Linked DNA regions of Ovis canadensis: all the other regions are linked to region 1. The links are chromatin contacts, called in public Hi-C maps. All regions are on one chromosome and are shown on one strand. Each heading gives the region's core, a stretch centred on a gene start, on an enhancer-like site or on the middle of the called end of the contact. The rest is flanking DNA. Distances are from core to core; before and after follow the strand shown. Region 1 holds the start of SMUG1 (single-strand-selective monofunctional uracil-DNA glycosylase 1). Region 2 holds the start of HOXC8 (homeobox C8). Region 3 holds the start of HOXC5 (homeobox C5).

Evidence for each region. Hi-C and Micro-C count contacts between places; a contact is called where the count stands out from the background.
Region 2: a contact with region 1 is called in a Hi-C map of fibroblasts, with 5 times the contacts expected there. The contact joins the promoter of HOXC8 here to the promoter of SMUG1 in region 1. A contact is called at or near these places in 2 of 2 Hi-C or Micro-C datasets (fibroblasts and lung).
Region 3: a contact with region 1 is called in a Hi-C map of fibroblasts, with 6 times the contacts expected there. The contact joins the promoter of HOXC5 here to the promoter of SMUG1 in region 1. A contact is called at or near these places in 2 of 2 Hi-C or Micro-C datasets (fibroblasts and lung).

The regions. Positions count from the first base shown.
Region 1 is chr3:138,031,988-138,035,628 of ARS-UI_OviCan_v2, forward strand. It overlaps SMUG1 (single-strand-selective monofunctional uracil-DNA glycosylase 1), which reads left to right and starts at 2,050. Exons shown (of 3, transcript XM_069580690.1): 1 at 2,050-2,124.
Region 2 is chr3:138,199,894-138,203,534 of ARS-UI_OviCan_v2, forward strand. HOXC8 (homeobox C8) reads right to left here and starts at 1,614. Exons shown (of 2, transcript XM_069580699.1): 1 at 696-1,614. The coding sequence starts at 1,131. All of the region lies in intron 1 of HOXC4 (homeobox C4), which reads right to left. The region is part of intron 1 of HOXC6 (homeobox C6); the gene reads right to left.
Region 3 is chr3:138,176,088-138,179,728 of ARS-UI_OviCan_v2, forward strand. It overlaps HOXC5 (homeobox C5), which reads right to left and starts at 1,734. Exons shown (of 2, transcript XM_069580708.1): 1 at 968-1,734; 2 at 1-269. The coding sequence starts at 1,421. The coding sequence ends at 55. The region is part of intron 1 of HOXC4 (homeobox C4); the gene reads right to left.

The DNA.
Region 1 (3,641 bases), core at 800-3,299:
TTCCCAGAGGGCCAGGAGACTGACATGGACAAGGCAGGGTGGGAGGCCCCACCCCAGCCCAAGTGTCATCTCTCAGGCTCCATCTCTTAAAAGTCTATGGATCTCTGTCTCTAATCACCCCCACTTTGGGAGAGCTCCTCACGTCCATCTTTCCTGAGAGGGACTCACCAGGTGGGGAGGAGTAGTGTGGACCAGAGACACAGAAGGCCCTCAGGCCCCTCTAGGATCAGCTACAAGGTCTGCAGATTGCCCAAGACTTAGTTTCTCCCCATGTTGGGACTCCCTATCTTTGGGTTCCCAGGGGTGAATGGGCTTACAGGGACAGAAACAGTTATGTAGCCCGTCCAGGAAGATGGAATCGTGGGTCGGGCTCCTGGGGATCTCTGCTTGCCTGTCAGTCACTTCACTCATTACTGCCCTGCCAGCTGACCTGGAGTGTGGAGAGGCTGCTATAATGGCAACCTGGTGGTGCTTGGCAGCAAGAGGTGAAGGGTGGGGCGGCAGGAAGGTTGTCAAAGGGATGGTGAGGTTCCTAGATGTTTTAAAAAAAAATTTGGCCAAGCCATGCAGTTTGTGGGATCTTAGTTCCCTGACCAGGGGCTGAATCTGGGACCACAACAGTGAAAGCACTGAGTCATAACCACTGGACCATCAGGGAATTCCCTCCTAGAATTCTTAGGTAATAAGATAATGCCACCAGCATGGTTCCCCTCTCTGCCTAATTTTTGTTTAGAAACACAGAAACATGTAGATCTACTGAGACAGAGACGCCTGAGTGAAGAGCCAGTCAGAAGGTCAGGATACTCTTATTTCACTCATTCCAGAGAAAAAAGCAGAAACAGGGAGACAGATGTACACAGAAGGAGAGAGAGACTATACAAGAGACTAGGGATAGAGATACATATACATAGGCAGAGAGAGTCAAAGACACAGAGAAGGAGAGAATCCGGCACAAATGAAACCTCAGGAAATAATGGACTTTGTTGAAGGGGATGATTAATTCAGTTTCCGAAGTCTTACAAGGGTTGGGGTGGTTTCTCATCTGTGGTTCAGAGGGTCACTACTCAGTTCCCTGAAGCTCCTGCTGCACCCTTTAAGTTTTTGTCTGTTGGTAGGAGAGCAGGGGAGGCTAGAGAAGGGGGTCGCATCCTTGTTCTCTCACCTCTTCCTCTTCTGGGATTCACTGGTCTCCACCTGCAGGGAGACTGCTTTCCTCTGGTCTCAGTCATACCTGTGCTGGGGTATTCAGGAGGTGGGGATGAGAAGAATCTACCAGATAAGTGACCTTATGGGGTTTCCAGTCTAATGACAATATTATAGTCAGGACACAGACACAGATCCAGCCACAGGACAAGAACAGAGCTAGGAGTGGGACAGCTTTGGACATTAGTATTGGGTTGGGACGGTGGGAGTGAATGAACTGTTAGATGCAGCCATAGAATCTGTCAAGAAAGGTGTCCTGGACAGAGTATTCCAGAGGTAGGACTGGGAAGGATGGAAGGTAATAGGGCTGGGTAGACAGCAGGGCCGAGGAGGGAGAGAAGTGAAATGGTAAAGCTGTGGAGACGGGCTTGGACAGTAATGTGGGATGGAAGAGTCTCAAAGTTATTACTAAGGAGTTTAGCTAGAGATGCCAGAAGTGCTTTCGTGGGTGTCCTACATACAGTCCTTGGAGGGCTGCATAGGAGAGGTCTCTTATATCTGGAGCAGCAGGAGGGCTAGAAATAGTCTGTAGCCATTGTTAATACCCTCAGGTGAGTTAAGAGACTGCAGATAGTTGAAGCTCCCTGATTCACAATCCCTTTGAGGAAAGTGTATGAACTTTTGGAAAGGTGATGCCTTTTACAGCTAAAGCCCAGGATCTTCAAGGTCCTTACAGAACGTAGCTTCTCACTTCTCAAGTCGTCTGGATTTAGCCCTGGTGTAAAGAATAAACTACAACCCCCAGAGTTACTTACTGCCAACTTAGCACACTTTCCGGGAATTTGAGTATTTCCGGCGGAAGTGGCCGCAGCTATGCCAATCTCTTTCCCTAAACAAAGTGGACTACAACTCCCACAGTCCTCCGCGCCCGGCGGGAGGGGTGGGAAAAGGAACCGGAAACCGGATGGGGCGCTGGACCAGGTGAGGAAGTTGGAGTCTGGGAACCTGGGGCGCTGGGGGGCGGGCTAGGGGCTCCCCGGGCTAGCTGGAGGTGACAGGCGGGGAGTGGAAATGTCTGTGTTTCGGGCCCCCTCTCTCCGTCAGGGGCTCGCCCGGCGCAGAGAAAGCCGAGCCCATGGAACCGCCCCGGAGACCTGCTGAGACGAGGCTTTCCCGTCGGGCGGAGCCCGCGGGCGGACGTGGAGGTTTCTTGTGGATCCTTACTTGTCAGCCCCCTCGAACTAGGAGGGGAGATGAAGTGTTGGGAACTTCTCAGTCCATGCTCTATTAGTATTATTGTTATCATTATTGGTTTTAAGGATTTGCTGATTGTCCATGTGGATTCCTAAAGTGCCCCCAAGGGACACGGGAGTGGACAGTGTCTTGGATTCCTTCTGCCTTTACTGAGTTTAGTGCCAGAGAGCCTAGGTGGCCAGACTTATCGGTGGATCACCCTCCACTTGTGCTTAATGTGACACTGTAATTTATCAGTGATTTCAGAAACCGACATTTCTTGCTCTCTGTCCCTGGGTGACTTTACATAGAATTTCCTGGTTTCTCCTTTGGGCTTCCAAGGTGTTTTCTTCAGGACATTAAAGCTGGAATCACAGTATGTCACAGTGTATTACAGTTGTTTATGTGCCATGTCACAGTCGTTTGTGAGTTGTTTGTTCATTTTGGATTTCTTCCCCACCAAAAGACTACCACAATGCCTGTCATGTAAGAGACTCATAAATATTGGGGGGAAAAATGAGTTAACAGCTGGTGGTAGGTTGGATGGGAATTTTGATTTTCATCTCATAGAGAAGACAGTTAAATGACTTGCTTAGGAGAACCTTAGAGATGAAACCGGGACTAGAATTATAGTCAGTTGACACATAGCCTGTAGCTCTTGCCTTCTGATCAGGCTTTGAAATTCTAGAACATTGAAAATAAGGCCTTGTCACTCTTCTGTGTATTCCTGGCCTTGCTGTCTTCAGGATGGGTCCCTAAAGATCAAAGGTAGGCTCAACCTTAAGACCTGAAAGAGATGCCAGACTTGGAGCAGGCAGTCTGCTAATGTTGGCACTGTATGGGGAGATGCAAAGGAAGGGCCCCGGAGCCAACGGAGTTCTCCACAGCGCCCTTCTCAGCCTTTGTTTGAGTCCAGCTGGCCCGGGTAGCCACCCGGACAGATCGGTTAAAGAGTTCTGAGAGCAGTCTAGGGAAGGATTTCCTAAGTTTAGCCCTGACTTTTAAAATTTTTATATTATATTGGAGCATAGTTAAGATGTTTTTTCTCTCTCTTTCCCACTCTCCCAAGGCTAGGGTCAGAGAACAGGTTGATGGATCAAGCTGTTGTGTCAACCTTGTGGTCCCACCTGGGGGAAGAGGTTACTCTTGACCTGCATATGGGGTTGAGAGGGAGAAGAACCATGATCCCTGCCCTGTGGGAGGCCCAGATGTGATGGAAACGTGCCCAGAGCCTGGCAAGCTCTCAAGCAAGCAGAGTGCAAAAC
Region 2 (3,641 bases), core at 364-2,863, 170 kb after region 1:
GACCTCAGAGCCCTCTAACCTACATGGCCTCCCTCCTTTTCAGTACTCTTTTTTTTTTTTCCCCTTCCTTTCTGACTCCTTCTCTTCTGTCCAACTGAGGGAAGTAGAGCAAAGTTGGGGTAGTGGCCCTAAGGCTAATTCTCTGAGAGGAGGTGGTGGGTACCCCAGAGAAGTAGATCACCTGTCCTTGGGGTCCTGCCACCCCCTGACCCAGCCAGGGGAGGGAAGCAGGGGTCTTCATCCCAAGACAGCCTGGCCACTGTCCTGGACTGGGGCTCTCTGCCTTATGGAGAAACTGGCTTGTTCCAAAGGCTGATAACCTCAGGGTCCCCTGCTCCTTCCCAGCCACCTCCCCAACTTTGACTAGAGACGGTGAGAGAAACAGACAGAGAAAGAGGAAAGAGAGAGACTGACTGACTGACAAGAGGTGGAGAAACCGTTTTTTTTAACCCTTTGCACCCAGATACCACCTCTCCCCCCACTTTTACCCCAATCCCCCAAATCTCCGAGACAAACCCGGTGCCCCACCCCCAGCTGAACCTCCCAACCTCCAGAAACCCACTCAGGCCCGGGGGTGGGGCCCGAGACAGCCCCAAGCCAAGAGGGAAAGCGAGGGCAGACAAAAAGGAGGCGAGGGAGGGGGGGAAGACCCCGGAGCGCGGGAGACCAAGGGGGAAAGAGAAAAGGCTTCTCACCGTGGGGTCTCATCCATGGAAACATGAGGCTGGGAGACGAGTTTTGATTTAAGTGGCCTTGTCCTTCGCTACTGTTAGTGTTGGCGGAGGATTTACAGTCGGGATATTGCACCACGCTCGCCTCTTGCTGAGCCCCATAAAGGGACTGTCTGGGGAGCGCCTCGTAGCCATAGAATTTGGAGGCGTCTCCGTGGCAGCTCAGCGAGCACGGGTTCTGCTGGTAGCCCGAGTTGGAGATGCCCGAGGTGCCGTGGTGGAAGAAGTCTTGGACGTGGTGCGAGGCGTGCTGGAAGCCGGGCGCCGAGCCGCCGGGCCCGTACACCAGCGCATGGCTCCGGCCCACGCTCTGCGGGAAGCGGCAGTCGTAATAGGCCGGCTCCAGGGACTCGCCGCCTTTGTACTTGGAGAACAGGGGGTTGACGAAGTAGGAGCTCATGCTGGGCACATGAAAACCCGCCGCCCCCTCCCCTCTGGCTCCCGACTCCCCCGCCCGGGACCCCCGAAACTGCCCTCCCCCCGGGAGCGATCCCCAGGCCGGCCGGCTCCCCGGGGCGGCGGGCCGGGCTGGGCAGGTGGGGGGCGCCTGGGTGCCGGCGGCCGGCGGGGCGGCGCAGCTCCCGGGCTGGGCGCGGGCGGCGGCGGGCAAGCGGGCGGCGGCGGCGGCGGCGGCTCTCTTCACTGTCGGTAGGTAGAGCTCGCGCTCTCGCACTTAGCTCTTTCCTTTAACAGCCCAGGCGAATTCCTCAGACTCCCGGCGGTGGCGGCGCTTACACGCGATTCGCGTTCATCAATCCACGACATGAAGACAGGCGAGAGGGAGAGAGAGAGAGGGAGAGAGAGAGGGAGAGAGAGAGAGAGAGAGAGAGAAGGAAGGGAGGGATGGCGGGCGGGGGATAGAGGGGTTCAGGGCTGGGGGGACCTGGAAGAAGGGGAGGGGAGGAAGGGGGAGGGATGGGGGTGTGGTATGTGGGGGGTGGTGGTGAGCCAGCCCCAGCTAATGGCTGGGGCCAGCTTTTCCAAGGTGCGCATTCAGATTTGAAGGTGCCTCTCCTCCCTTCTCGTTTCCTTCCTCTCAGAGAGAGAGGTACCTGAGCCGGCAGGTCAACTCAGGTTACCTCAACAGGTATAAGACCCCCGAGGGGGCTGAATGCCAACCAGAGAGAGCGGTCCCCTAACAACCAAAGGTGGGTTCCCCAGGGGGTCCTTAAGTCTGGGGACTTTAGAAGGAAAAGCACATCTTATCCCCAGACACTTCAGCTATCAGAACCCTCTTGCCCCTATCCAGCTGCCCTGTCCTCCCTAGATTCTTAAGATGCCTTGTCAGCTGGCTGTGGGTAGTAGAGAGGGCCAGAGGCAAGGACACTCCACATACCCAGTCAGGGCTGCACTGCCCCTTCAGACACTAGCTCATGCCTCAGGCAGGAAGCCCGGGCAATGGCCACGAGCTTGCTGGAGGCTCTGAGAGCAAAGCCGCTGGTGGGAACAGAGGAGAGGGCAGCTGTGGTTCTCTGGCTTCTGGCTGGGCTGATCCAGGAGGTTGCTTCTTAGGAGACCCCTTGTATCTGGGTTGGAGGAGTCTAAAGCAGGCCTCTTACTTGTCCCCACATACCCTAACCCCATAGGAAATGCCAGTTTGGCCTGGAGGGGCCTCCTGGCTTCACTGCATCCGCGCCCCCGCCCCAACTCCCCCAGGCAGGCTGCCCAGGCCAGGATGTGGATGGGAACTGTCAACAGACACTCTTTAAATATTTACCCACTCTTCTCTGGGGGGTTTCCCCCATCCCCAAGACTGGGTAAATTCAAGTTAATGCTAATGGATAAAAGACCCTTATCCCATCAGCACCCTTCTCAGGCCATAAACATGTACAGTTACATGGACTGAACACAGGCAGAGAGAAAAGGGAGAAAGAGAGCTGTGGACACGTGTGCTCTGTGCAGGTGAATGAAGAAGAAGAATGATTTTTCTGGTCCTCCCCCTCCACAGTATGTAAGAGCAATACGGGGCCATACTCAGGATCCACACATATTGTATATGCTCTCTTCCACCACAAACAACATCAAACGCACACCCACTCAACTATCAGAAAGCACCTCTGACACTTCACAGACGCTGTGCACACTTGTGCACACCCAGACATATATGAAAATAAGACCTGATAAACACACATGCATCTTTCTCTCTTTGCATCATAAAAAAGAAAAATGCTACCTATTTTCCTTCCACATTTTGGAGTTTCAGGGTTGGATGAGGAAGGAGGCAGTTAGAAAATCAGATCTTTTTCTTCGCTATCCATCCGGAGCCCAGCTCTAGGGATGAAGGAAGAAATAAAAGTGCAGGGGAGGACGATGCAGAGAGAATGAGTCTCCCCCTTCTGTATCTAAATAGTTGCTGGGGAAATAGTCACTCTCAGCCACATTCCCAAAGGAGAACCACTGGGGCCCCAGCAAGAGATCAGGATACCCTGAATTTGGAGGAATCCACCCCCATTTGAGTGAGGTGGAGACTGCTCCAACTCTGTGACACCACACCCATAACTCTGACCCTGGAGCCACAGGAGGGCAGGGTCAGAGGGCCATGCCAGGGCTGCAGGGTCCAGGGCAGTGGGGGACATGACAGAGATTTCCTCCACTACCAGAGCACGCTGCAGCCTTGGTTCAGCCTCTGCCTTCTCTGGGCCTGCTCTGTAGGTTCTAAACTGACAGACTCTGGACTCTCAGCTTCTAGGTCACTGGGGACTGTCATAAATACTTTCCCTTTCCCTCCTGGAAAGCAGAGGCTGAGCAGGCCATATCCGCTCTGGGGCCTGCGCCTTATCTTTTAGGGGGTGGGGGGATATCTCAACATTTTATGGGCCAGTGAAAATCCTGCCACAGAGCTATCCTTCCGGGCCTTTGTGTCTTGGAATGCAACTGTCCAGAGTGTGCTTCATGCATCGCCTGCTTTGA
Region 3 (3,641 bases), core at 484-2,983, 140 kb after region 1:
AGGCGCGGGACCGAAGCGGGCTCGGGGTGCTCTCGGCGGGCCTCCCCGATGCCTCTAGAGAGCCTCTTTGCTTTTCATTTTGGAATCTTTCTTCCACTTCATCCTGCGGTTCTGGAACCAGATCTTGATCTGTCTCTCGTTGAGACACAAGTTGTTGGCGATCTCTATGCGCCTGCGGCGTGTGAGGTAGCGGTTAAAGTGGAATTCTTTTTCTAGTTCCAGAGTCTGGTAGCGCGTGTAACTGGTTCGGGACCGCTTGCCGTCCGTCTCTGGAATATAAACCCCCCCAAGCCAGGAAGGGGTGAATAGCGTGCAGCACCCCAGCGTCCCCATCCCAGCCCCAGGCCCCCACCCGCGGCCAGAGGGAGAAGACGCGACCGGGGCCGGACAGGCCCGGCGGGCCGCAGGCGGGCCCGGCCCAGCCCAGCCTGGCCCCGGGAGAGGAGCCTCCGCCCAGGCAGGAAACTTTCCGCCGCAGCCTTCACTCAGCAGCCGGAGGGGCTGGGGGTGGGGGGAGAGGGAGACCCAGGCTCGGACCGAACAATAAGCACCCTCGAGATCCGAGCACCGGGGACCCCCCTCCCGCCCCTCCCGAGTCGCTGGAATCCTCCAGAGCCGCAAGCGGCGGCCGAGCCGGCTCCGCAGGGGAGGGAGGAGGGACCGCGGGGGGATCCCCGCTCTGGAGCCCCGCGCTCCTCACCCTTCAGATCCCTCTATTTTTTTAACTCCCTCCCTCTCCCCCAAAAATTGAATATTGCCTTTTATACACGTTTTGTTCCTATGATCCAATTATGTCGTCGTAAATTTGGGCGCACACAGCCTCTAAGCCTTTTAGTGGACAGTTTTACGAGCCATTGATGCCTGGATCGTAAAATTTATGGCCGCAGGTTTTTTTTCTTTATTTGCCCCGCATGGCCTATAAAACCCAGGCGGACCCGAGCGCGCAAAATGAAGTCCTAAAGTTTACCGTGGCTCATGTGCAGTTTGGTCATCCACGGGTAAATCTGTGGCGCGGCCGGTGGCTGGCTCAGTCCGGCAGGCTGCCCTGTCTGCGCCTGCTCCTCTTTGATCTCCCCACTGCTCTTAGCTCGCTCCTCCAGCGCTGGGCGAGCCGCCTTCTGACTGTACATCCCGGGGTTCAGAGGAGCCGCTTCATCTCTGCCCAGAGCGTGTCCCGGAGCGGCTGCGGCGCTGCAGGCGGGGCGGTCGGGGTGAGCCCGGGGGTTGGCAGCCATGTCTACCCCGTGGAGAGAGTTGGAAGGCGCAGGCGGTGGGAAAGTGATGCTTAAGTCCAATCCGCCGTAGCAGTACCTGGATGCCTGCACCTCTGAGGCCGATCCATAGTTCCCACAAGTTTGCATGTTATAGGCAGGGATATTGGGGCTCTGCTTATAGAATGAATTGGCTACGTAGGAGCTCATGGCGGGGAGGGCCCAAAAAAAATTTCTGCACCCTTTTTGATTAAGGGTGATTTGTGACTCTTTGAAGTTGAGGGGTTTTTTGTTCTCCAAAGTGCACAATTTATAGGTGGAGATATCTCTTTCTTTATCCTATGCGCTCTTCCCAAATAAGGGAGCCTTAAATAGAGTCACGTGACTCGAGCGGCCACTCATAAATTTGGCTTGATGACCTCCGGGAGGTTAGTGATGGAAGCCGGCGAAACGCATCTTGATATGTTGGCAAAGCCCAACCAAGGGGGAGAGGGAGTGAGAGAGAGAAAAAGAGAGAAGGGGGAGAAAAAAAAAATGGTTCTTGGAATTGGGGGGTAGCCGGGACAACAAGCCCACAGCGACACCTGGTGCCTACTTTCAGGAATTGCATCCTGGCTCGCTGGCTGGCCTTCAGGCCTCTCAGGATTTTTTACCCTGTAAAGGAGAAGCTGGGTGTTGCTGCAATAAACTCCTGAAATGGCCTTTTAAATTGTATTTAATTTTAACGGGAGATAAGGCTTCACCAGGACGCGCAGAGCGTTTTTTGATAACGGATAGCCCCATCCTCCACAACCCCAGGGAGTTTCAATGTTCAAAAATATCTGAGAAGGGGATTGAGGTAGGAGAGCCCCAGCCCAGACTGGAGGAGTCTTATCTCAGGTTCTCTAAATCAAGGGTCCAGGTCCTTTCCTTTGAGGTCCCGGAGCCCTGATACTGCTGAAGAGGTGCCTGTCAGGCTGAGAAAGTGAACCCAGCCTCTGGAGAGGTAGACAGGATGCCATGAGGAGTGGTCCTGGGTGGACAGAGCTAGATAGGGGGCTCCTGGGACTAAGATTGCTGGGGACTTTGGGGTGAGCCTGGAGGTAAGGAGCCAGGGGAAGATAGGTAGGCCTCCTCATCACACCAGGGACTCCAGAGTGACATCAAGGCAATTTTCAATTATGTGGGTGGGTGGGTGAGTGGCTAGCTGCGTAGGTAAAGAATCAGACATAATGAACTGGAGGACTGCTCTACATCCCTGTGTATGACCCTCGTGTGGTACCCATGCCAAGTATTTTGGATGGAAATATGTATGTTCATTGAGGGCATGGAGAAGCAAAATTCAAGCTTCCACAAATATTATATGAGCAGGGCAAAGGAAAAAGCCTGTTTTGTGCCCTTTGGGGAAAAGGCCTCTGAACCAGGCTTTCCAGGGACCTGGGTTCAGAAGGTCCAAGGGAGAGCAATTTCTGAGCTATCTGGAGGTCTCCCAAAGGACCTGGCTGGGGGCAGGGGGCTGGGGGTGGGCAGGGCAGGCGCCTGGGCCACCTTCACAGCCTGAGACCAAGGCCTCCGCAGCCATTCGGCCCCTTTCCGACCCCCTCCCCTAGCGCCAAGCCTTATTCTTTCCTGCCTGTCTCTCCCCAGGAAATCTCCGCCCCTGCCACGAGAAGCCCCCCTTCGGCCCCCCCGCTGGTGGAGGCGCTGGAGGGGGCGCTGGCGGGGATCTGGAAGGTCTGGAAAACTCTGGCGGATTTTTTTCCCTCCGGGAGAGACCCCCTCAATACCTCACCCCCTACATCCACTCAGGTTTCTCTGGCTGGGCTTAGGAAAGACGGCCTGAGCTGGGGAAGGGCTAGGGTCTGGCTGCGCTCCTCGCTGGCCTAGTTTGAGGGGAGAAGAAACAATAAGGAAAAGACGGGCTGGAGAAGTAAGGAAGAAGGAATTTGGTCCCGGCCACGTCAGGAGTCCCAGAGCAGGCGAGAGCTCAGTTTCCAGGCTTTCTTTTCCGAGATGTCCTTGAATCGTTCAGGCCCTGCAGAAGGGCTCAGATCCCGGCGGTCTGCTTTTTCCCCTCGGCTCTCCGCCTCCGCCACGTTTCGCAAGAATCCTGGCGCGGGCCGGGGGCTGCCCTGCTGGCTCCGGCGCCTCCCTCCCTACTCCCGGGAGTGGGCGGGGGCGACCTGGGGCCTGGATGATGCGGCCTTTCTGGCCTTTGGGGGTCCGGGGTTCAGAAGCCGAGGACCCCAAACTACCAAAGACAGGAAGAAAGGCCTGTGTGGGGCCGGAGACCAATGCGGCCAACCCGGGGTCCCACTCTACCCCCAACCAAACCTATGCGGCCTTTTTTTTTTTTTTTTTTTTTTTTGCGGTTTGAATGCGTTGCTCTGCGTGGGGAGCCCGGAGAGGCCTCCCAGCCCCCAGTGCAACCCCGGGGAGAACCACAAGGCC